Regions from separate parts of the Mus musculus genome. Here regions 1, 2 and 3 are each linked to region 4. Evidence: chromatin contacts called from public Hi-C, HiChIP or PLAC-seq and Micro-C data. All regions are on one chromosome and are shown on one strand. The core of a region is the stretch at or near the end of the contact, and the rest is flanking DNA. Distances in the headings are between cores, read along the strand shown.

Evidence for each region. A called contact is a pair of places that touch in the nucleus more often than the background predicts. HiChIP or PLAC-seq counts read pairs in DNA pulled down with a chosen protein or histone mark.
Region 1: a Micro-C map of the G1E-ER4 cell line shows a contact between it and region 4. The contact joins two enhancer-like sites. A contact is called at or near these places in 4 of 39 promoter capture datasets (the C10 cell line, cranial neural crest, pre-B cells and 1 more), 1 of 15 datasets of contacts at CTCF or cohesin (large pre-B cells), 6 of 484 Hi-C or Micro-C datasets (the G1E-ER4 cell line, bone marrow-derived macrophages, nephron progenitors and 1 more) and 6 of 115 datasets of contacts at active chromatin or transcription factors (embryonic forebrain, embryonic hindbrain, embryonic limb bud and 3 more).
Region 2: a contact with region 4 is called in a Hi-C map of cerebral cortex, with 2.0 times the contacts expected there. The contact joins two enhancer-like sites. A contact is called at or near these places in 2 of 39 promoter capture datasets (the C10 cell line and the HPC-7 cell line), 3 of 15 datasets of contacts at CTCF or cohesin (the NIH/3T3 cell line, large pre-B cells and pro-B cells), 7 of 484 Hi-C or Micro-C datasets (the AML12 cell line, bone marrow-derived macrophages, brown adipocytes and 4 more) and 7 of 115 datasets of contacts at active chromatin or transcription factors (astrocytes, craniofacial prominence, embryonic basal ganglia and 3 more).
Region 3: a contact with region 4 is called in an H3K4me3 HiChIP or PLAC-seq map of forebrain, with 3 times the contacts expected there. The contact joins two enhancer-like sites. A contact is called at or near these places in 6 of 39 promoter capture datasets (the C10 cell line, the HPC-7 cell line, cranial neural crest and 3 more), 1 of 15 datasets of contacts at CTCF or cohesin (large pre-B cells), 1 of 484 Hi-C or Micro-C datasets (bone marrow-derived macrophages) and 9 of 115 datasets of contacts at active chromatin or transcription factors (craniofacial prominence, embryonic basal ganglia, embryonic forebrain and 6 more).

What each region holds. Positions count from the first base shown.
Region 1 is chr2:38,090,617-38,096,289 of GRCm38.p6, reverse strand. The region is part of intron 5 of Dennd1a (DENN/MADD domain containing 1A); the gene reads left to right. Among named protein-coding and RNA genes, the nearest start is that of Dennd1a, 190 kb to the left of the region's middle. Within about 2 kb of position 1,724, at least 10 of the 459 cell types and tissues checked have an H3K27ac peak or open chromatin away from gene starts, as enhancers often do. A contact at or near this core is called in the G1E-ER4 cell line, where this site is marked.
Region 2 is chr2:38,021,264-38,027,187 of GRCm38.p6, reverse strand. It overlaps Dennd1a (DENN/MADD domain containing 1A), which reads left to right. Exons shown (of 23, transcript NM_001362973.1): 9 at 5,722-5,832. Among named protein-coding and RNA genes, the nearest start is that of Crb2, 250 kb to the right of the region's middle. Within about 2 kb of position 3,672, at least 11 of the 459 cell types and tissues checked have an H3K27ac peak or open chromatin away from gene starts, as enhancers often do. A contact at or near this core is called in cerebral cortex, where this site is marked.
Region 3 is chr2:37,981,202-37,987,281 of GRCm38.p6, reverse strand. It overlaps Dennd1a (DENN/MADD domain containing 1A), which reads left to right. Exons shown (of 23, transcript NM_001362973.1): 11 at 4,177-4,222. Among named protein-coding and RNA genes, the nearest start is that of Crb2, 210 kb to the right of the region's middle. Within about 2 kb of position 1,416, at least 20 of the 459 cell types and tissues checked have an H3K27ac peak or open chromatin away from gene starts, as enhancers often do. A contact at or near this core is called in forebrain, where this site is marked.
Region 4 is chr2:38,376,465-38,382,735 of GRCm38.p6, reverse strand. No RefSeq gene overlaps it. Among named protein-coding and RNA genes, the nearest start is that of Gm13584, 11 kb to the right of the region's middle. Within about 2 kb of position 3,310, at least 39 of the 459 cell types and tissues checked have an H3K27ac peak or open chromatin away from gene starts, as enhancers often do. A contact at or near this core is called in the G1E-ER4 cell line, cerebral cortex and forebrain, where this site is marked.

The DNA of each region.
Region 1 (5,673 bases), core at 475-2,974, 280 kb after region 4:
TGTGCTTTTAAGGCATTTATAAAATGTATCTGTCAGGATGGAGACCATTCCCCAATCTGCTGACAGACAGACATAATATATACTCAGCAACATGAAAAGACAGCTAGCATCCCAGAGAAACAGGAGCTGACTGTGACTTCTTTGGGCTCTGGAGGAAGGGCTGCTGTGAAAACCAGATGGAAGAGTTGTTAAGAAAACTGCCTCTGTAGCTGCTCTGCAAAAATTTGGACTATGCATGCTGGAGGGACAGGGGCCATTTCAGCAACACACTTCCAACATTTAAGTGAGGCAGGGAGGACTGAACCATGTATTCTGGCAAAAGCTAGTGGACAACTAGAGTTCTCCCCAGGCAGTCTCTGAGAAACTGTAAAGGCTTCCTATAGTGGTCCCCTCATCCATGAGGCTACTCAAAATTACGTTAGTGTAAACAATGTAAAAATCCAAAATTAAAATGGGACCTAGATATATAATGGTGTCATGACCCCCTTTTATGATATGGACTAAGATTTTGAAGTGTCAGTGATACAATTCAGCCTTACAGAAATATTTATATTTTTCTTAATGGAAGAAAATAGGAAGGTAGATTTTGCTAGACTGTGTAGGATTGAATCTCCATCCTACCCAGAAGCTGTGATTTTGGACAGTGGCTCTCTTTTTGAAAGCCTTAGGTTTATTATTATCCTTTATAGCAGTTTTACAGATAAAATGAGCCCCTGTTTAATATGCATCACCTAGTCAACATCTGGCCCATAGTATAGACTTTATTCATTGGACAGGCAAATAGTAGGTCTACTACTGTTGCTATCAGGAAGCCTTCTGCTCTAACAATTTTACAGTCAGGTTTAATATCTGATCCCCATTTGTCCTTCAGTATGCCAGGAAGGCCCAGAGAAACTTCTTACCGGGATATGGTTGCTCATACCATAATCCCAATACAGAAAGCTGAGGCAAGAGGACTGGAAGTTCAAGACTGCCTGGGCTTCACACTGAGAGCTCAAAACAAAACAAATAAGGGAGGCATTACTTTCCCAAGGTATTTGACAAGATCTGAGAGCATGCAGTCACTCATCTACAGGTCTTGTGTCTCTCCATGAATCATTCTACATGGCATTGTGCGGCACTGCTGAGTTTCCTGATGGATGAAGTAACCAGTATTTAGCCTTAGAATAATTTGGATAGTAATTGTGCCTGGCAAAGGAAAAGAGTAGTCATGTTCATTCACTCAGGCAAAGTTATATTGCACTAGACTTGCAAGCCAGCTTATACATTACTACTGACAGCTTGTGTGAGTATTGTAAGGTAGCTGGCCTTGTGGTTTATTGAGCTTAAATAAACATTTATCTCTCTCTCTCTGTCCCATCAAGCATGCATGCATCTAGGATCTTAAGTGGCTTCTGTTTGTTAACAAAACTTCCCTGGGAGAACTCAAAAAGGCAATTAGTCTTGTTCTTTGGAGCAGTGCCTCCACTGTATTAGATTTCACTGTATGCAAGCTTAAATGATAACCCAGAAGCAAGCTGTACCATGATCCAATTTGATATTTAGTTTTGATTTTATTAGTAGTTGTCTTTAATGGATGTCTTGTCATGTAGGTTTCCTGATTATTAGTAATTTAAATTGAATGAGAATGAAATGAAACCACAGGCGTGAAACTGATGGACTGTGGCTGCAGCAGTCTGCAGCTTTCAAGGCAGCCATAATGCCGGCAGGCTCCCACACTCCCCCTCCCTTTTAAGGCTTTGAACACCCTTTCTGCTAATGCTGAGGATGAGAGCTTAATACTGTTGCTATCTGGGAACCTTTAAAAGCAAATGGGCATTGTGAGTGTTCCTTCCTCTTTGAAGGTAAGTGTTGTCCATGTGCTCACTCTCTACTTGATCAGCTCAAATTTGACCCAGGAGTAGAGATCTGTGAAGATGCTAACTGAAAAACAATGATTGCAGAAGTAATTTTCCTTGCCCTTATGTGTGCTTTCCTACCACTCTCAAGGATTGCTGGCCTGGTCTTGAGAAAAAGGACAGCCAAAAATGTGCTTTTTTCTGTGGGCTCTGTGGAGTAGCCAGGATCATATACCAGGCTTAGACCCAGCATGGTCCAGAGCAGCACAAGTCCCACAGCTGCTAGGTCCAGATAAGAGCTTTCATTCTCTGAGCACCTTGGTCTTAGTATTATTGGTTTGTGTAAGTGCTGAGATACTGGACACCTTCAGTTAGGTTTAATTTAAATCAAACAAACAAACTTGAAAGAAAGTAATTTTAGGTCACTTACTAAATGTCTACTAATAATCAAGCATGTGTTTGTTTGTTACCTGCTCTGTTCAGGCATTGATGTGGATGAGTGATGAAAGAATGACTGAACGGAGGAATAATTGAAAGGGAGCTGTGCTTTCTTTCTGTCTTTCTGACCAAGACAGTTTTTATGTGTAAGCTTTAGAATTTCCAACCAGTGTGATACACTGCTAGCCCCGGTGTTGAAGCTGTAGAGCCACTTCTTACAGAAACTTTTTTACTCTTATTTCTCTTGCTAATCCATAAAGTATACATTTTGAGCAAAATTTATTTTTTAATTCATTGAAAATTCAATGAAATCTTTTATAAGAAAATATTTGCTTCTGACTTTTTTGTGTGTGAAGGAACCATGCAGTCTATGTGCAGTGTAGTGTCCTCCCATCACCCATTCTTAGATAGCTACATTCATCCCCAGAGTGGGAAAGTGTCTGAAACTGCCACTTTTCTCATGCCAGAGCTCTTCCGCTCTCTTGTAAGTAGGGCCAACTCTGAAAGTGTTACTCCCCCATGCCACAGACTGGTGATAGACAGGGTGGCCTGGAGGGAACCATCTGCATACCTTCTCAGTGTCCTCTGCTGCTCAGGCTGGCGTCTATGATCAAGGCCAGCTTCAATGCAGGAGGACACTTGCCCCAGCCTACTAGAATGACTTGGAGTGACCTGCAGAATGTCGAGGTACTGCTTGCCACCAGTTATCCTTCATTCTAAAATGCTCCTGTATTGCTTCTCCTTAAATTGATCACTTTCAGGACACCTGCAGAGCAAGATGCATTTAATTTTACACATTAATTTTTAAGTCTTACTAAACTTCTGAATGGCTGTGTTGTGTACCACTGTGTGGGTTATGCAGTACTAGTCCTGTGATCAAATGAAAAGGTACCTTGGCAAAGGCTGGCAGGTGTAGAGCCACAGCTGTTGAGCTCTGCTTTCCATGAACTGGGTGAGCCTCCATGAACTCTTCATCTGCCTAAACACAACTGCCCCTTGATAATAAAGTTATCCACAATCACTCTCTCCAATGTTAGAATTAAATACAGCATGTAGTGACTAGTGGGGTAGTGTGCTTGCATAGTCTAGGTTTTTTTTTTTTTAATCTTACTTTATCTCTTCATTTCAAAATGTCTTTAAATGCAGTTTAAAATGACCCACTGAGGAGTTTATGTTAGGGACCGATGAAAAGCCTGCAGTCACACTCTTCCCTCCATAGTCGCCATGGAGAGATGGAAATGCTGTTCTGAGCTGACCTGAACCAGTGGTCCTGGGCTCTAATCTCTTGATTCCCAGATGACAGCAGATGTCTCTTTAGTGATTCCAGGTGTTCAGAACAGAGTACAATCTCTTATCTGACACAGCCACAGCGACTCCTTAGAGTTCTTTCATATTACCTCTTTATAACATTTGAAGGATCAGGATTTCTTGACAGCTGCTGGAATGCTAACTCCCCACTTAAAGGGACTCTGCTTCAAGTCCTCAGGTGATCTGTGGACTTTCATGCTGTACTGTTTGATTCATGCCCACATACCAAATAGTTTTAATATGTTCTCTTTTTTCATTAAACAGATTTTGTCATGTCCAAGAGACTTCCTGCTGGCAGCAGCTCTAACTCTTTCTTGCCATGCAGGCATTGCCTGCCCCTTGTTAACTCTGCATATGTCCCTTCAGAATATCCCCACTGACTTCTTCTTGGTATCAAGATAGAGGCAGCTTTCCCTGCCTCCTTCAGAAAGCAGCACTTCTTTCATAATTTCTGGAGTGGTGTGCCCATTTTTGCTTTGAGGGGATTTCTTATTGGTCAGACCTGAGCTTCACTGTTATAATAGGAGCTGAAGTATTTAGCTAGACCTTTCTGCCAAATTAAATGTTAGAAATGTTGAAGGCAGAGTAGGATAGTTACAAAAACGAACTGATGAATAATCTCAACTCTGCATTTCAATATCCTTTTGATTTGGGGCTAATAAGTTAGTCATCTGACTTTTCTTACAGCATGCTGCATTTAATTTTGTTCTGTTAAATCCTTTTCTAAACCCAGTTTAAAAAATGCAACATTACCTCTGTTACATAGAAGTCAGGGGAGATACACATCTGTGTATATACATATCTAGTGTATGGTGCAAGTAGGTATCATCATGGATGCAGTACTAGTTAATAGTTATGATTTTCTTACCTTGTATCAGCCTCCATTCTTAATTTTAAAACTCTAAAAATATTTACTGAGTGTGTATACATGGGGGAGGGGCATGGGTATACAACACTGTACGTGTAGAAGCCTGTACAATTTAAAGGAGTTGGTTCTCACCTTTTATCATGTGGAATCCAAGGATGGAACTCAAATTAGTAGCTTAGCAGTAACCTCTTTTGCCCATTGATCCATCTTGCCAGGCTTCAGGAGCCATTCTAAATGCTCCAAATACACTTAGCTTTTTTAAGCTCACCACAAGTCTGTGACGTCGGGACAGTTATATCTCTAGCTTGTAAATGGATGAACATAAGCACAGAGGGATTAATTTACAAAAGAATGAAACTAGAATAAGGATGCTAATGGTCTGGCCCACAGTGTTTGGGTTTCTGATTATATTTAACACTTCATGATTATATTGTTTAAAAGTTGAGGCCATGTCTGTCTGATGGTTTCCATTTTCTTAATGAGTAAGTGTTAGAATACTGAGTTGGAAAGAAAGTGTATGGAGACCAGAAGTTTGAATAGACAGAAGATTTAAAATACTTATGGAGAGTAGCAAAAAAGAAGGGCTGGGTGGCATTGAAACCTTAGTTGATATGGTAAACAGTAGTCGAGGAATTTTTAGAAATATATCTCTGTGGAGTTTCCCCCCAGCCGTGTGCAACAGTCTAAAGGCAGGCACAGAGAAGGTGAATAGTTAGAGCTTTTTACAGTCAGCCATGCTCATGCATGAAAGGAAGAGAAACCTGGGCCTTTAGTCTTGGTGTGAGTCATAGGACTAGCTGGGAAGCAGGAGTGAATCAAGGGCTAAGGACAGGTGGAGTAGGAGTAGGAGTTATAAGATGAACCACACATTTGGCTCAGAGTTCAAGAGTCTTAAGCAGTGGTTTCAGAGGCAAAGCAGACTTGGTAATGGCGGTCAAGTGTAGACTAAAGGATGAGGTGGAAGAGATACAGTAAACAGGTAGGTTGCTGACATACATGAAAGGCCAGGTGTTAGTCTTTGCCCCTCTTCAGTATGCATGAAGTATTTCTGCTTTGCACCACATAGTATTTCCTAGTAGTAGTGGAGTTGGAAGACATTGCTGAGTTTGTATGTGAAAATGTATATATATTTAATTTTAATTGGCAGAATGATATGTATTTGTGATATAATGTGTAATATTCTGATAAATTATAAATTATGTTATAAAATTGTCAAGTAAT
Region 2 (5,924 bases), core at 2,423-4,922, 360 kb after region 4:
AGACCCTGAGAGAGGAAAAAGAACAGCTCCTTACAGCTGGCTTTTGGGGCAGTTTGTCTACAAGTTGTTAATGAAAAGCAAATGTGGAAAATTAATTCTTTCCACTTTCAGCTCCTTGTTGAAGTTAATTCTCATTATTTCTCCAATTTCTTTGTAAAAATATTTTCTTGCTTTTCGCTGAAAAACGATTACTATGTAATTGCTCATCAGGGTTTTCTGTGTCTATCAAGATAACACATGTAGGAGTAAATTTTATGCAGTCAGTAATTAAATGAGCATAAATCTTTATAAATTTTAAACAAGTGACCTGCATTTAAGAAAAAGTCACAGATCATGGACAGATGTGTAGTAATAATTACATTGTAAGCTAACTGCATAAGAGATATTTTGTCTTGCACCCAGGTTTTGAAGTTTATTTTTGATTAATGGATAATCATATAGGCCTTAATTTGAAGTATTAAGCAAACCTGTCTTAATTATCTGGTCAGTGTCATACCAAGTAGCTAATGATGCGAGGAAAATGTTTAGCTGGATGGTTATATGCGACATTGCCCAGACTCCACTTTGTCAAAAGATGCACCATGCTCTAGAAAAGATTTATGAAGTTATCGTAGCTTTCACAAATAAACAAAGTTGAGATGGCAGAAGTGGACCTGTTATCAAATACTGAGATTGTTCCTACGAGTTGTTGGATCATTGTTTATTCTAATAGTCTTTTTCCTGTGCACAGAGGATAAAGCTGGCCTCGGTAGCTCTGCTTTCTGTTCTGTAATACACTTTTCTCATTTGACTGTTCAAATTAGTTTGCAGATTTTTTTCTTGGGCAGATTACTTTAGAACCCAAATTTGTAACCCCTTATAAGAATCTGGTACCACTGGTACCACTAAGATAACTTAATTTTTTTTAATTACTTAAAAGCTTAAGCTGTTTTCATATTGTAAAAGTTGGGCCTAATGACAAAGCATACGTGTACTCTCAGTTACTCAGAACACTTAGTTGGGAGGAAGCCTGAAGCTTAAGATCTGGGGACCAGTTTGAACGATGTAGCAAGACTCTGTCTCTCTTTAAAGAAAAAAGTCATATTGTAAAATATTTGAGTAAGAATTATTTTAGGACTTGAGACCCATTTACACAACCAAGCCTTTGACCCAGGAATCAGTCTCTAGAGTGAATGCAATGAGTCTTTATTCCTGTACGGAGATGGAGTCTCAGAGTCTAATCAAATGACAGACTGGGGCAGACTAACATCTGCTTTGAAGGCTCCAAGGAGTACCCAGCTTAGAGTCGGTTCTTTGGTTTGAGGATTATCTCATTTCCCTATGGTATTGAACCTAAGAAGCTTTCTCTCTAAGCCACACGATATCCCCTCCTGGGCCCAGCTCGTTCCAGCCCAACCCCCGACCTCCACCTGCTTCATAACCTCAGGCACGGAGCACAGTGAGTGTGAAGCCCCCAGACACTTAGGCTGGTGCTAGAGCAAACAGAGAGCAAGAAAGGAACAGCTCCTGGGAGGTGCTCCTTGGGGGCATGGGGTTTGCTAGGTGTTGCTCCCCTCTTTGTCTAGATTGAGACCTTTGCCAATGTCTTTTTTGTACAGATGAAAAATAGAAGCTAGGGGTTCAAGAACACGATGCAGCACGTACCTTCCAAAAATTCACCTTTCATGCTGCACTGTCTGGAGTCCCCCTTGGATCTGAATTCAGGCCAGACTGGCACTTTCATATGGATGGACTGCTGTCCATCCATACAGGGAATGGGAGAGGTGAACAGTGTATAATAAAGTCCAAGCAAAGAAAGGAGTTTTCTCAAGCCTAGAAATGCACTGGCACTAAAAAAAAAAACAAACCTAAGACCAGAGTGCAGAGCCCAGGAAACAGTCCTCTAAGCAGGTTGGTCCTCTTTTCCTGGCAGAAGTATTATTACCTGGTAGTAACTGGCACAGGATGAAGGGGTAGGTACTCAGGCTTACCCGTGATAGAGTTGCAGTGGTCCAAAGTTTCATGCTGAGGAAAAGGAAGCAGAAATACCATGTTCAACAGGAATGGTGGTTGTTTAGAAGGAGGGTTGACATTCAAACAAATAGAAATGTTTGGACAAACAGAAGGTGTGGTGCACAGAGCCTTGGAACCAAGGAGGCCATAGTGCCAAAGAGCCTTTCTTCCTTCCCTCTCCAAGTCTAATCCTGTGGTTAAGAGTGGTTTTGTGAGGGTTTTGTTTGTTTGTTTGTTTTAACATATATACGTAAAGTTTTCTTTTGAACTGATTACACATTTGGATTCTTTTCCACTTGGAGTATGGCAGTAACAAGATAAGTGGTTAATAGGTCCTAGGTCCTCCCATTTGCCTTCTTTTTTCCTGCTGTCATAGGCTTTGAGATTTTTGTTTTGTTTTGTTTTGTTTTATGTGTGTAGCTGTTTTGCATGTATGTAGTATGTGCATCACATATGTTCATGGTATCCACAGAGGCCCAAAGAGGGTATCTAATCCTCTATAACTGGAGTTACAGAAGTTAGTGAGCTTCCATGTGGATGCTAGGAATTGAACCTAGGTCCTGTGGAAGAGTAGCCAGTATTCTTAACTGCCTCGCCAGCCTCAAGGAGCTCTTTTTTTGAAACCCAAATGTGATCCTGTCCTTTTTTCTGTGGCCTTTCACTAGCACTGAGTCACCTATCTGACTCAGCCTGAGTTTCTGTCAGGTGCCTTTTTCTTCTTAATATACTGCACTGTCTCTGCTAGACCACTGACCCATGCCCTGCTTACCAGAGCTAAAGGACAGGTAGTCTTCAACCACTTGTTTCCTCTACATACGGATTTATTCTTTCATCAAACTGCGAGAGTGCTGGACTTTGTAATTTGTCCACAGGTACTCAGCCTAGTAGAAAAACATACTTAAATATGAGATAGGGACAAATTGCCATGGAAACACAAAGGAGCATTTGGCAGAGGAGTCCAGGAACCCTTCCAGGAGGAGGTGACACAAGGCTGATCTCCTCAAAGAAATGAACATGTTTAGAACAGAGAAGAGTATTCCGAGAGGAAGTAAAGGCCTGATGGGTGGGAATGATAGAGCAAGTCTGGGAAGTTGAGCTTTGCCATGGAGCTTAAGCTATTGGACACTTAACAACAAGAGGGAGATCCCTGTCTCCAAGGCACTTGTCGGAAACTAAGAGTGAGCCAGGACCCCCTCTGCCCTGCGAGTGCTCCCCTGTCCAAGAAGTTCCTCAGTTGGGGCCGTTGGCACTCCCTCCCACTCTGGCGGGTGGCATCCCAGAAGGAAAGAGGCAGGGGAGGAAGCAGATAAGAGAGACAGCTTCTGTTTAGACACAAATATCTTGGTGATCAGCACAGATGGGATGAGAAATACCAAAAAAAGTACATGACAGTTTAGAAAGAATTTGGCTAAATGTTACATATTTTTAACATACCTGTGTAGAGTTTTGGACCAAGCACCTGAGCCCCTCCAATCTCGACTGGTAATGGGGGCCTGCCTCAGTTGAGTGGTATTTTGTTTCAAAAACACACCCTTTCCCATCCACAAAAGTATCCTTGTAAATTTTTTTTCCTCCCACCAAAATAAGGCACAGGATTTGTCTCTGACGCTGTGTCTCCCTATTTGGACGGCAAGCTGTGTAACATATTTCTCCTCAGCGTGAAGCTTCTTGGCAGACTCTTGAGGCCACGTTTTGGTGGCTTCAGAGTTATCTTTGGATCTGTCAAAAGTGCTAATGGGCTTTCTGGCCTTCTTTAAGCTCCTCATTTCTATTTTCTTGTTACTTCTATCTTCTTCTAAAAGAAAAAAATCATATAATTCATCAGCATTTAAGCTCTCTCTGAAATGCTCAGCTGAGGGCCTTGTATTTTTGTTTGTGAGAACTGCTCTGCCGTGTCACTGTCTCAGGAACAAACCCCACCCTGACATCATTAACTCAGCGCTCCTCAGTCCACTGGGCAGAGAAATGCTTCTTGCCCAGTTTCATCAGACTTTAGTGCTCATTTTATTTTTTTCATCGAGTTTGTTAGGAGGCAAACTGGTATAGCCGTTAACAGATAACTTTTAGATTCAAGAGACCTGCTCTTGGCTCTGCCCTTTCTAACTGGGTGATCTTTATAAACAACTAAGGCTTTGTAAGCTTTTATTTCTCCATTGAGACATGGTAATACCTACCTAAAAGTTATTAGGAGGAAGAGAAAGAACATAGATAAAGCACACATTGCCTGGCATGTAAAGATTCTGCTATAAACAGGGCAACAATTGCCTAAGGGGCAGGTGAGGTCCCTCTTCTTTGCACATATATTTCCTCTTATTTTCCCCTACACTCAATACTTTATGAATGTGATATTTTAACTTACACTTTAAGGTATTATATATTTAAACCCTAAACTGAGTCTTCTGCTGTTCACTTATCATGTGACCCTTGTTATATTACATCACTTTTCTGTGCTTCTGTTTTACAACTTTAAATAGAGAAAGTGACATCTATGTACAAGGAATGGTTTTAGAGTTAAAGCAGGATGACCTGTGTAAAGCCTCATCATGGTAGATAGCGAATGAGCAATATCTAGGAGGGACAGTATAAGAGAGTGGTTAGTGTAGGGGAGAAAAGCTATCAATCCACTTGCTCTTTATTTGTGAAGTTTGGTGGTTAGCCCAATACTCTGGTCAAACAGTAATAAATCATGAGATAAACGCACATTCTTATCCTTAACCATAATATTGTGGAAAAGCACTTTATGGTATTTTGCATATAAAATTTACTGGTTTACTTAAATTATGGGTTGTAGATCTTTAATCGTGATAAACTGCCACTCGTGGCAACAGCTTACCTTCCCTCCTTTCATTTCCTGAGAGTTGCACTGTGCAGTATTGAAACCCTGTAACATTAAAGAAATTAGCGTATTCGTGTGTATTATTAATGTCAGGTGGACATAGAAAGGGTTGTAGAAATGAAATGTTATCCATTTCCCTGCTGAAATCTGAAGAGTTCTAATCCATAATGCTAATTAAAGGAATGAACCCCAGGATACAGGGAAAAACAAAAGCTGTTTAATACATTTTATTGTCACAACTTGCTGCTTATCTACATCTTCTCCCTTTTAAGGGAAATATTTGGGAGTTTAAGTCTTTGAAATTGCTTTCATTCTAGCAGAGCCAGTTTGGAAAGTGTATGCTCTGGATGCAAACAGTAAGGATGAGGCAGGCAATGCCCCACCTTTGTGCTAGGATCTACTGGGTAGTGACTGAAGCTTGGACACTTTCTTTTGCTAGGATACAGGGCAACATATGTTGGAAAAGTTCTAGGACCTTGGGTCCAAAGATGAGAGCAAAGTCCTGTCTTCATTGCTTATTAGATCAATTGATCTCCGAGAATCTTCCTCAGCCTTGGTCTCATCGTTTTTGAGATTGTAGGGTTCCTGTGCTTCTCATCCTTTGGAATGACATGAAAAGCAAACACAGTGCTATGTATGACGACCTCAAGTTGTAACCCATAATCACCACACAAAGATGCAGTTGCTTGGGCTGCTCATCTCCACGGCCTCTTTGAACTTTGCATTTCATGATTTCATACATGAGTGGATCTGGGGCTTCCAGGTAGAAAGTGTGGGACAGGAAGAAGAGCACATGCCTTCTGATTATTTGCTTTCTCCTGCTTTTATGAGATACTGTTCGTAATAAGAACAAACAAAATAAGCCACAAGCCTTGCTTTCTTCTTTTTCCTAGAGAAATCTGACAGAATATTTTGTGGCTGTGGATGTGAACAACATGTTGCATCTGTACGCCAGCATGCTGTATGAACGCCGGATCCTCATCATCTGCAGCAAGCTCAGTACAGTGAGTAGACCGTCTCGAGACGGCTTTGCAGTCATCTAATTTTAATTGAAGGATGTATCGGCAAGATTAAAGAAAATTTTAGGAAAATGAAT
Region 3 (6,080 bases), core at 167-2,666, 390 kb after region 4:
TCAGGACCTCTGGAAGAGCAGTCAGTGCCCTTAACCATTGAGCCATCTCTCCAGCCCAGAAGTTGTTTGTTTTCATTACAGTGTTTCTTATATTAATGAAAAGTTAGGAACAACTTAGTGTCTAATTCCAGGAATTAGACTCAATAAATTATGGCCCACTCTGCTGAGTGGAATATTATACAGCCTTTTAAATAACCATCACAGTGGTTGTAGATACAGAAAATGACAGTGTGCAAAATGAGAAACAATAAAATACATGCAGTTAATTTCAAAGATGTGAAACCATTAGTTTAGGTTAATATTAGAGAGGATGAGCCAAAAAAAAAAAAAAAGTAGATATATTAGATGACCTAATCATGGGTTGCCTCATATAATAAAAAGGCAAAGAAAAAGGTCTCCAAGAAAATGTATACATAGCTGTAATTACTGAGATAAATAGAGACTAGAAATTATGTTCAGAACATACCTAGAATTACCCACTTGTGTACTTGCCACGTTGAAATGTTAAGGAGGCGGCTTCCTTTTTCTTTTCTCTCTCACCCCCACTTAGAATTTGTAATTACATATTTGCAGAGAGAAAAAAATGTAGATTCTGGGAAGCATTTGAGGTGTTGGAAGCAAATGATAACAATAGACGAAGGTATTTGTCCAGATTTGCTTTCCTGCAAAGCACAGAACTGATCAGATTCGGAATGCACGTGCTTTAAATGTTGTCTAAATACAGATCGGGCAGGCGTAACAATGCTTGGCTGCAAAACTGCTTTTTTGGAAGAAGCTGTAATTATTCATCCCAACTGTGTCCGAAGAGTGAGACCTGCTCTGTCCCTTCTGGTATCTTTAAGTCATTTTCATAAGGCTCCCCCGATTCTGTCAGGCTAGCATGCAGACTAAAGTAGCATGGCATTAAAACCTACATATTCCAGTTTCTAGAGAATGTTTCCTCTTTAAAGAACAGCCTGTGGTTAAATTACACCCAGGGCTTTGGCTGTCGGGATTATTTTCACCTTTTTCTCACAGTTGTTTGACTTTCTCTGTTTGTTAACTCACTTGTTGGGATTTTGGTTCTGAAATTCTATTTGAAACACATGGTTACTGGTCAGTTATGTACTTAGATGTGAGAGCCGAGAAGTCAGTAAGATTTAGTTCAATATTGTGAGCTTGTGCTTTTCTCCCTGTGTCAGGCCATACTCTGGACACATTAATGAGTGGTCTTTTTTTTTTTTTTCTGGAATTTTGTGCTCTTCCTGCTTCCTTTCATTACATTAGGCAAGGCTCCACTAGATGAGACATTTGCAGTCTTAAGACTTCCTGCCGGGGTTCAGACTTTGTATTTTTGACATTGAAGCTGTCGTGTTCCTGAAGCTACTTAATTAGAAACACATTCATTTTGGTGTACACTGGAGAAAGCTCAGGCAGCAAAGCCAGGCACACTGGGAAGTTGGAGCATCTGTGTGGCTGGCAGCTAAGCTAATGGTTTACAGTTTCGGGGCAAAAATATCACAGGGCATTTCTTTGCCTCTTGAAGCAAAGAGAAGCTGCATGTGCCCCGCAGGTACCTGGAAGGGGGGAAAAAAGGATGGAAGAAGATGCTAGAAGAAAAGACAGCTCTGTTTCTTTCCACTGTAGTTTGTTTGTATAGTTTTTTTCTTTGGCTATTATCAAATACAAAGTCTAGAAGAATAGTTCTCAGACTGTGAAGCTAATGTTTAAGTCTGTCTTCCAGGCTCCTATGATACCTGATTGCTGAGATCTGTAGTAATAAGGACATTTTGTGTTCTGCTTGAAGAATTGTATTTGTTGAGTTGTAATGAGGGAATTGCAATGTGTGTTCTTTTTTTAGATTTTTGAGCAGTTTTTAAGCAAAAATGTAATGTCTAAGAAACTTAGTTGCCTCCCCACTGGTTTCGAGATGCAGCCTGAGTTCCTGGTTTGCAGTCACCTCCTGCCTCATTGTTTCCCCAGGTCTGCATTCAGGGGGGTATCCTTGTCCCTCCACTGTGACTTCCAAAGCTACCCCTGAGGGAAAGTACCTGGACAGCCCAATTGTCTTGACTCTAATTTCATTACAAACTAAGCCTGCTGGTGTTGTGTAGGATGTGTGACATACTTGAAAAGACAGCCAGAAAAGTTGCCAGTCATTTCTGTCCTCCCTGCTTCCTGCCCTTCCTCCTCTACTCCCAAGGAAGACAAGGCAACCTGGGGACCAAGTCAGAGCCAGCTGGGGCTTACTGCTTGCTTGACTTTGTGGCATTAGATAAATGGTTTTCCTTCTTTTAGTTAATTTTCTCCTTTGTAGAATGGAGATTATTGTGTGAGTAGGGAAAAGTGACTTCATATAACTACTATCACATTTAACACCAGAGGGAAACACCATAAATGAGTGTATGAGTGCAGCGGTAACTCTGGAATCTACGAAAGTGACCATGGTGATGTCTCCTAGTAACTGGGAATACTGAGCCAGAACTGGCCGTCTTCTATAACCAGGCAAGGCTCCTAGTAGTAGAACTGGGACATCAACACAGAAGTAAAACCTTTAACCTATAATCTGTCCTGTCTACAAGTTGTCCTGGAGCAATGGTGGTGCAGAACTTGTGGGATTGGCCTGCCCATGACTGGTACAACTTGAGGCCCACTCCAGGAGAGGGAGCCTATGACTGACACTGTTTGGATGGCCAGGAACCAAAGGCAGGACAGCCCAGAGACCCAGGATAGAACTAAACACTACCGGGTTGGGAAAAAAAAATCAATGAAATGATACCTAATGATATTCTCGCAGATCGGTGCCTAGCCTAATTGTCATCAGAGGGACGTCATCCAGCAACTCATGGGAGCGATGCAGAGACCCACACACAGCCAAGCATTAGGCAGAGCCAGGGGAACCCTGCAGAAGATGGAGAGGAAGGATTAATTGTTAGAGCCAGAGTGGCTGAGGAGGGTACCATGAGAACACAAGACACTGAATCAACTAACCAGAGCTCATAGGGTCTTACAGAAACTGAAGGGACAAGCAGGGTCTCTGGATGGGTCTGAGCTAGGTCCTCTACATGCACCTTAAAGTTATATGGCTTGGAATTCTTGTGGGACTCCCAACAATGAGAGTTGGGGGTGTATTTTGACTCTTTTACTTGCTTTTTGGACCCTTTTCCTCCTACTGGGTTGCCTCATTCAGCCATGATATGAGGGTTCATGCTCGGTTTTATTGCAGTTCTGTCTGTTAGGCCATGTTCAGTGGATATACTTGGGAAGCCCGATCTGTTTGTCCTTCCCCTCCCCTCTTCCCCCTTCTTCCCCCTTCCCCCTTCTTCCCCCTTCCCCCTTCCCGCTCCCACTCCCGCTTCCACTTTGCCTGCCTGCCTGCCTGCCTGCCTGCCTGCCTTCCTTCCTTCCTTCCTAGAAGAGAAACAAGAATTGATCTGGGGGGTGGGGGGAGGCGAGGTGATAGGGAACTGGGAAGAGTGGAGGGAAAGGACTCTTCAGTCGGGATGTAATATATGAGAGGAATAAAAGTGTAAAATGAAAGGAAAAGAACCCTAAAAAATAAATATGTACAGAGAGATAGAGAATACAAAAATGCCCGGATTTTAGAACCTCTGGACTTGCTTCTGCTCAGCAAAGGAAGTGAAGGTCTCTGTTGTCCAGTTACCCAGCAAAATGTGTGCCATGGCATTCAGCTGTATGTGTGCCATGGCATACAAAAGCTTGCTGGATGCTTTCCAAACATTAACCTGTATGTCTTCATTGTGCTCTCTATACACCCTTCACTTTTTTCCATTATAATTGTTGATACCATAGTTTCCATTAGTATCAGGACCTCTGTACTGTGTGTGTTCATCTCCATCTAGTAACAGTAGTTGGGGTTGAGCCAAGAATCCCATTTTAAAGATAAGGTGACTGAGGCCAGAAAGCTGCCTAGCTGCTGTTTGGGGTTGATAGCTGACACAAAGGTTGATGCTCTTCCTGCTACCATGCCATTCCCAGTGCTGCCTGCATTTTTAAATTCTTTGACGTTTCTAGGCTTGGAAACAAAATGTCACATTAAGATTTTTGTTGTGAAAGGAAATGTAACTGTGCATACGTTTATTAAAACAGCTTTTCTCTAAATAGTGAACCATCTGTAATTTTCTGTCGGAAGCAACAGACATTAAAGCAGCTGTGTGTCTCTGTTTCTCTTCACAGTGCTCCCATGCCCTACCTCATAGGAATCCATTTAAGTTTAATGGAGGTAAGTGGGCTTTTTTCCTCCCTGGTCCCTGATGTGGGCTTTGGTTTTGCTTTGTGTAGCAGAAAAATGGGATCTCAGGATGTGTAGCTCTGTACACAGGAGCAGCTGAAGCAACTGCTCATGCGCATCCCCCTGTCCTTCTCCATGCACAAACCCCATCCATCAACCTAGACCCTTCAGACTGTCTCCTGCATTCTGGGCTTCTCTGCTTTGGTTGAAGATGGTGGATTTTTCCCTGGGTGAATAAGAGAGGGTAGGGAGGTAGGAAAAAAGATACCATTTGGGCTTGGATAAGGTTTGTTTGGAAAGGATTTATTTGTTTTTCATGATGACATTTATTCTAAGTCACTGTAACTGTTACATTTTCACGATAGGAAATGTGGTACAAATGATTTATAGAAGTTATGAAGAAGAAAATTAAAATTAGCCACATTGCCATTATTTCTAAATGAACTACTGTTAGCATTTTACTATTCTTCCCTCTAGTCTTTATTCTGTAGATATTTATCTCATATAATGTTGTCTTTACCTATCAGTGTTATAATGTGAGAATCCCTGCCTTTTTTATCCACCCTCAGTAACAACTGTTTTCCATTTGTTCCCTGTTATTCCTACAACTTAACCACTTTTCTGCCATTGAGCACTTAGATTGCCAGATGATTTTTTCACTATTATAAATAGCACTTCAACAAACATCTTTATGCATAAGGCTTTATCTTCATTTTTTTTCTGCATTATATCCCTAGTGCAGAATCCCTAAAGCAGAAAGCTTGGTCAAAGCTCTGAGTCTGCTGCCAGATTGCTTTCCGCATGGCTGTACTAATCATACACAGTGCTTTCAGTGGACTTCCTATGCTTTTGTTCATGCCCTTGGTTTGTAGACTAGACCTCCAAGGTTTTTTTTTTCCCTTCTCGAGGAAAGGACAGACATTAGCACTGCCTAGGGCAGGGTGTGGCTAGGTAGCATTCGTGTGTGACACCGTGTGAGCTCTAGGAGGAAGTCCCCAGCCTCGCCTGCCGTGGTGCTTAGCATGTCTTAAAGGAAATGCTACTTTTCTTCTGTTCCTTTCATTTCACGTTGACGACGACGAGGACCACCTGCTTCGCCGCTAACTGTTGCACGCTCTGCTATTGTGCTTACAAAAATGAAACGAGTTGGTTATCGAAAAACCTGTTTGTTTGACATTGAGAATCTTGATCAAAATAGACCACAGAAATCTGCTCAAATTTCTAATTTGACAGGATGGCCATGTGGCTCCTACATTCTGTTAACAGTCCCTCCCTGTCATCACCCAGCCCTAAGCACATACAGTACACAGTTTATGGACTATCTTGGATGATGTATTTAGATCAGACTGAAGGGATTGCTTGTATGTTTTACCTTTGTTAAGTGTGGGGGCTCTATTCAAAGCTCCCATAAAAAAAAAAAAATTAAAAGTAAATCCTTTCTAATGGACCTTTCATGCCAACTGCTTTAGAGTTTAAAGCACTAAAGACTATTGGGTCTATCAGTGTTCGCAGTTCCCTCCTGCTTCCCCTCCTGCCTTCAAGTCTGCTTTGTCATAGGCTTTTCCAGACCCTTCTTGTGTCCCAGTACCTTCAGCATTCTCCAAAGTATCTAGTCTTGGCTTGCTTTTCTTCTCTATGTGCCCGCCAGCCATCTTGTTCAAGGCTCTTTCTTCAGCCCTGAGTCAAGTCAGTGACACTGCTCTGTGATGATAACACTGCCTGCTCTGCTCTACCTACCCCCCCTTCTCTCATTTCAGGTCCCCACTGATTTCAAGATCCCCTGAACCTGAGCTGTCTCAGGCTTTCTCCAACAGTTTATTATTTGAGTACACACATTTTGAACACTCAG
Region 4 (6,271 bases), core at 2,061-4,560:
GGGCTTCTGACCTCCATGGGAAAGGGACCAGAAGTGCCCTGGAGAAGGCGCTTTAGAGCTCATGCACATTTAGTCACATTGATTTTTACAAATGTGTAACCAAGCTGGGCGTAGTGGTGCACGCCTTTAATCCCAGCACTCAGGAGGCAGAGGCAGGCAGATTTCTGAATTCGAGGCCAAGCCTGGTCTACAAAGTGAGTTCCAGGACAGCCAGAGCTACACAGAGAAACCCTGTCTCGAACCACCCCCCCCCCAAAAATGTGTAACCAAAGTAGTAAGTACCTGCTCTTTCTAAACATATACATGACCCAGCAATTCAAAGTTGAATATAGGCCCAAGGTATAAATGCATGAAACCACCATAAGACCTGATACACACGGTCACTGAAGCCTTGTTCAAAGTGATCCTATGGTTTGAATGACAATGGCCCCCATAGGTTCATATGTTTGTTTTGTTTTTCAGTTGACTGGCTGTTTGGGAAGGATAAGGAAGTGTGGTCCTGTTGAAGGAGGTGTGTCACTAGGGTGGCCTTTGAGGTTTTAGAAGTCCACGTCAGACCCAGTCTCACTCTCTATAACTGCTGCTGTGTATCAGGATTATAAATTCTTAGCTACTGCTCCAGCACCGTGCCTACCCACCTGCCACCATGTTCCTTGTCATGGTGATCATGAATTAACCCTCTAAAACTGAAAGCAAGCCAACATATAGACCTTTCTTTTCTAAGTTGTCTTGGTCACGGTGTCTCTTCACAGCAATAAAAAAGTAACTAACACAGGTCCCGAACTGGAAGTAACTTAAACACCCACAGGAAAAGACTAGATAAAAGACTTGTAGTGGGCTTCTATAATGAAGTATTATATAGCAACGAAATGGAAATGATCTATCACAGTAGCAAGAGCATCCATGTAAGGGACCCCACCATTCCTGTTCACTTAGGAGTACTCACTGTGTAATTCCACAAATACAAAGTTCAAGAAGAGGTGTGCTGGAACCACCTGTGATCTCAGTTTGGGAAGTGTAAAGGCAGGGTTATGAACCTACAGTCTCAGGTATTTGTGTGTGTGTCCACTTGTTTGCACCACTAGAAAGAAAAAAAAAAAGATATATATGGTTGAGAGGAAGCCAGATAGCCACCTACGGAGAAATAGCCAAATCCCAGCCTCACACCATACAACAGAACAAACTCTGGAATAAAGACAATGAGAATTTGTTTTTAAAGCCATTCCTGTGGTGAACTCTTATTTTATTTTATTTTATTTTATTTTATTTTATTTTATTTTATTTTATTTTATTTTTGTTTTTCCAGACAGGTTTTCTCTGTGTGGCTCTGATTGCCATGAAACTCACTCTGTAGACCAGGCTGGCCTCGAACTCTAGTGATCCTCCTGCCTCTGCCTCCTGAATGCTAAGATTAAAAGCTTGCACTACCGCTGTCAGCTTTCTTTTTTCTTTTTTTTTCCTGAAGTCCTTTGGAAAATGAATTTCAAACAAAACTCTGAATCTATAAATGAAAAGATGGATACGTTTAGCCACATAAAATTATTTCTATTTCCACAAGAGAAAATGATATAAACAAAGTCAAAAGGCACATACATTACAGACATATCATATGTTATTGACAAAAGGCTGCTATCTCTGTTATTTTAAGAGCTCCTACGTATTGGGGGGGGGGGAATGACAACCTAATTAAAAAGATAGGCAGAGGAGATAGACAAACAGTTCCCAGGAAAGGAAACGTAAATGATTCTTAGTCAGATGAAAACACGGTCAACCTCCCTTGTAGCAGGAGAGAAGAGATTACAGCTCTGAGATACCATTTTCTATCTAACAGATTGACAAAGATCAGAAAGTTTGATAACACGCTGTGTTGGCACGGGTGTGGGAGAGAAGCATTTCCATTCATTGTAAGTGGGAGGGAACACTGGGGCACCCTCCCGGAGGAGAGATTTGGCAATATCTGAGTAAATTAAAAATCTGCATACCCTTTAACCCACAATTTTCATCTCTAGGAATCCACCATGCAAATATCCCCATACATACACAGTTCGCTGTCCTAATGCAGATCATTTGCCACAGTTCTGCTTATGCTAACAGTCTGGAAGCAGCCTGGTTCCTCACCCACAGGGAGCTAGTGAAGGGCGCATATTCAACTGTCTATTCAGTGGAATAATATACACTGGTTTAAAGGAACAGAGGAGTTTTTAATTTCCTATATGGAAAAATCTCTATGGCAAAGCTCAGAGTCGTGCACACTGAACAAAAGCCCTGTGTGAAGGGTGTCTGTGGAAAGATCTTGATAAGGAAACTGATAGGAAAAGCTCTGGGTATCTGCATAGACTATGTGTATAGTAGTCATGGGGGAAGTAGGGGAATATAACTTTAAAAATGCAAAGTGAGTGTACGGGTGTGTGGGGGTGGTGGGGAGATAGGGAAGTTGAGGGGAGGGGGAGGGACAGAGGTGGGGAGGGCTGAGTTGTCTCAGCAGATAAAGGTGCTTGCCATCTTAGCCCCCACCTGATGGGAGGTAGGTACAGACTCTGGAAAGTTGTCCTCTGACCACCATATGCACTCAGATGGGGTCTCTCTCTCTCTCTCTCTCTCTCTCTCTCTCTCTCTCACACACACACACACACACACACACACACACATACACACACACAAATGTAGTTCTAAAAATTAAGAAAAACACAGGGTAAACTGTTTTTCAGCTGAGATGTGTAAGTCTAATTCCAGCTCCCCTGGGTCTTTTGGAGAAATTACTTCAACTTCAACGTCACCATCTGTAAAATGGGAATAATAATATGCCCTTGATTCAAAGATACCTTGGAGAAGGGGTTGGAAAGAGGCAAAAGTTTAAAAACTGGGAACTTTAGGATGGGCATGTTCATGGTCTATAATGACTTTTCTATGATTTTGAAAAGTTTTCTAAACAAAACACGTTTTTTGTTTTCTTTGTGGGTTTCTTTTTTATTGCTGCTCTGGTCTTCACTATCAGATACCAATCTGCTCCCCAACCCCCATGCCCCACTAAGAAGGAGTGCAGAGCAGGTGAGCTGGTGGCTGGCCATCTGGCCGTCTCTCTAGGACATGCTCTTCATTGCGGGCAGGTGAAGAGGTTTTCCTTGCAGGACAGGACAGTGGAATCGCAAGATGAAGGTGGGGTCCCCCAAGTGGGTGTGGGGAAGGGGACCTTGCTCTCCCTCCTGAGTGCTGGTGGCCTGTGTCTGGGCACGCAGGATACCCCTACACTGGCTGAGACCCGATCAGATAGGGCGCCTCCCCCGCGCTGGCAGCCCTGGGAGGCGGCGGGGAGTTTACGTAAGCCGCTTGTTGATGGAAAAACAACGCACTGGCTCGGTGGTAGGCGGTTCCTGGCTTGCTTTGAGGAAGCCCCAGGGGGTACTCAGCAGGCCACAGCACACACACCCCTTCGCCTCTCCGCCCCCCACCCTCCGTCTCTGGGTTCGGCCGGTCGAGGAGTAGGGGCTACATCCAGGCTGCAAGAGCGGCTCTCGGGGTTCATCTAAATCCAGGCCACCCTGCAGGTGTCATCTGATATTTCACCCTGGACCTAGGTGCCCGACCCAGTTATCCTGCTGCAAGCCCAGCCCTGCTTGGGGCAGCGGGGGTGAGAGCTGTGGGAACCCCGAGTGAGCCAAGAGGAAAGTGGGGGGCCGTCATAGTTACACCTGGAGCCTCCTTTCCTGGTTCTAGAAGCCAAGGAGAGCCAGGCCAGGCCCGCAGTTTTGCAGGGGCACTTCTCAGTTCCCTCCTGGCTTTGGCAGAAGGCGTGTGGATGACCAGAGTTCCGGTCCAGCTCAGCTAGCTGCGTAGCCTTGTGGGCTCGGACCCAAAGTTCTTTATCTGGAAAACCAGGTTGATGTTACTTGTACTAAACAAGTTTTCAGAATTACATGAAACATTCTGAGGATTAAAAGAGATGACTACAAAGCCCTTAAATCACACCCAACTGTGTCTAGCACACTAGCACGTGTCACTGTAGATATAGATTGTGTGTGTGTGTAGGGGTGTGTGTCACACCTGCCCCTTCCACTCCAACTCAGACATTTGCTTTTCAGGTGGCTTCTCTCAAATCTCTGCCCTGGCTCGGGTGTCCAGTGTCCTTCATTCACAAGTCTACATTAGTTCCCTCTGCGCCCTATACCTAGAGTACCTAGAAGTGGATGAATTTCCGATACTGTACTCTAGGGGGCACAAGCCAGGAAGGGAGGGAGAGCAACATGTGGGTAATGTTAAATACCCTTCTTAAGGATCTGGACAGAATCAAATAAGTGATTCATGGGGAAACCCTTTCTTGGCTCAGAGAGTTGTACCAACCAGTTAGGAACTGCCCGGTCAATGCTACAAACAGGAACCATTTGAGACCAAACTTTGTATCAGGCTAGAGTCAAGGCTCAGCTTGGGCAGTCCTTTTTAAGAGACTGTTTCAAATAGATCAGTCTGTTACTTCATCATCAAGTGAAGATAACAAGACCTACCATCTAGGTGGCCACAAGGCACCAAGGAGATCCCCAAATAGGAGCTACTGTTAAACTTAATTTCTTTTTTTTTAATTTTAAAGATTTTTAAAATTTGATATATATGGGTGTTTTTGCCCGCTTGTATGTGCACCACATGTGTGCAGTGCCCAGGGGCCCAGGATTAGGCTTTGGATCTTCTGGACCTGGAGTTATAGACGGTTATTCATCTGTGTGTGGGTACTGGGTACTGAACCTTAAACTCTAGAAAAATAATAGCCTGTACTTTTAACTGCTGAACCATCTCTCCAGCCTTTCTACTCCTACCCGCATTTTGAGACAAGGTCTTACTATGTAACCCTGGCTTGGCCTGGAATTCACAATGTAGACCAGGCTGACCTCAGAGTACCACCTGCCTTTGCCTCCTACGTGCTGGGATTAGAGCCATGAGCCACCACACCTGGCTTGACTATTTATATATATATATATATATATATATATATATATATATATATATATATAATAATTTGTTGTTTTAAAGCAGAGGAAACTGAGGCAAAGCAATGTTAAGCAACTTGCCCAAATGTCACAGAGCTGGGAAGCAGGCTGTCCGAGACCCTAATATTGGGTCTCCTAGCCTTCCAGAGCCCGTATACAGCGCCCAACAGGGGCTCAAAGTCAGGCCTCAGCAAACAGTAGCGGTGAACATGCTCCTATTAGTACATTCTGTTGGTATCATCCTGATCTCAATTACTCATCTATCCCTCCTCAGAACAGGACAAGCTGGAGCACTTTGGGTCTGGGTGAGCGCCAGCCAAGAGCTGGCGCCGGAGCCCCAAATTCAGGCAGGAGCTGTGCTTCCTCATCCCACCCATGAAGAGTCATCTGAAGGCTGGTGTGGGCAAGTGAGTCCACTACCCAGACTGGTCCCTTGCTGAGCAGGAATGTCACACACCTCTCTGCAGCCTGGTGATGGACATTCCCTCACCTCCCCAAGAAGAGCAGGGCCAGGAGAGGGAGGCAGGGCAGACACTGGGCCTTTTGTGTACTTCTCTCTGCAGAGCCCAGCCCTGAAACCTGTCCCCACCCCTTCTCCAGACTGGGCAGAGGGTGCCCAGGGCCCTTCTGGGAGAGGAAAGAATTCAGGCTGAGACCTGGAGGCTGAGCAGGGATCTGCTCGGTGACCTCTGCCCAAGGGTCCTTAAACTCTACCCTGTAAACCTTGATTTCTCATCTTTCAAAGGAAACTTGAAGTGCTAAACATGGAAGGGAGGTGGGGGAGGGGGACGACGAGGGTGATCCTCGGGCAGGGCAGGGGATCAGCTAGCCGTATGCTGTGTGGAAGGTGATAATGGTGGTCACCCCTCCTTGCCGTCAATACACTAACCCCCACCCAGTATGCCATGAACAGGTAGTGTCCTGTGGCCCATACAGACCTGAGTAGTCAGCCGGAATCAACACCGACTTGACAGATGATGAGCCCAGATTCAGGAACACACTGGACCCAAACACATACAAACACTCTTGCACTTTGGTGTGCTTTATCACAAACATGCTCCTAGATGTGGAAACACACACCGGACACACACACATCATATGTATATGCATATGCATCTCTGCAAATGCAAGCAGCCCTGCACACTAAGCAACACACACACACACACACACACACACACACACACTGCTCAGCAGGGAGACTACTAATAGCAGAGTATCCCACAGGCCAAGGATAATAACTTGCAGCTCTCCATCCCTCCCATTTTTGGGGTGTCCCTCACACTGGGGTCCAGAAA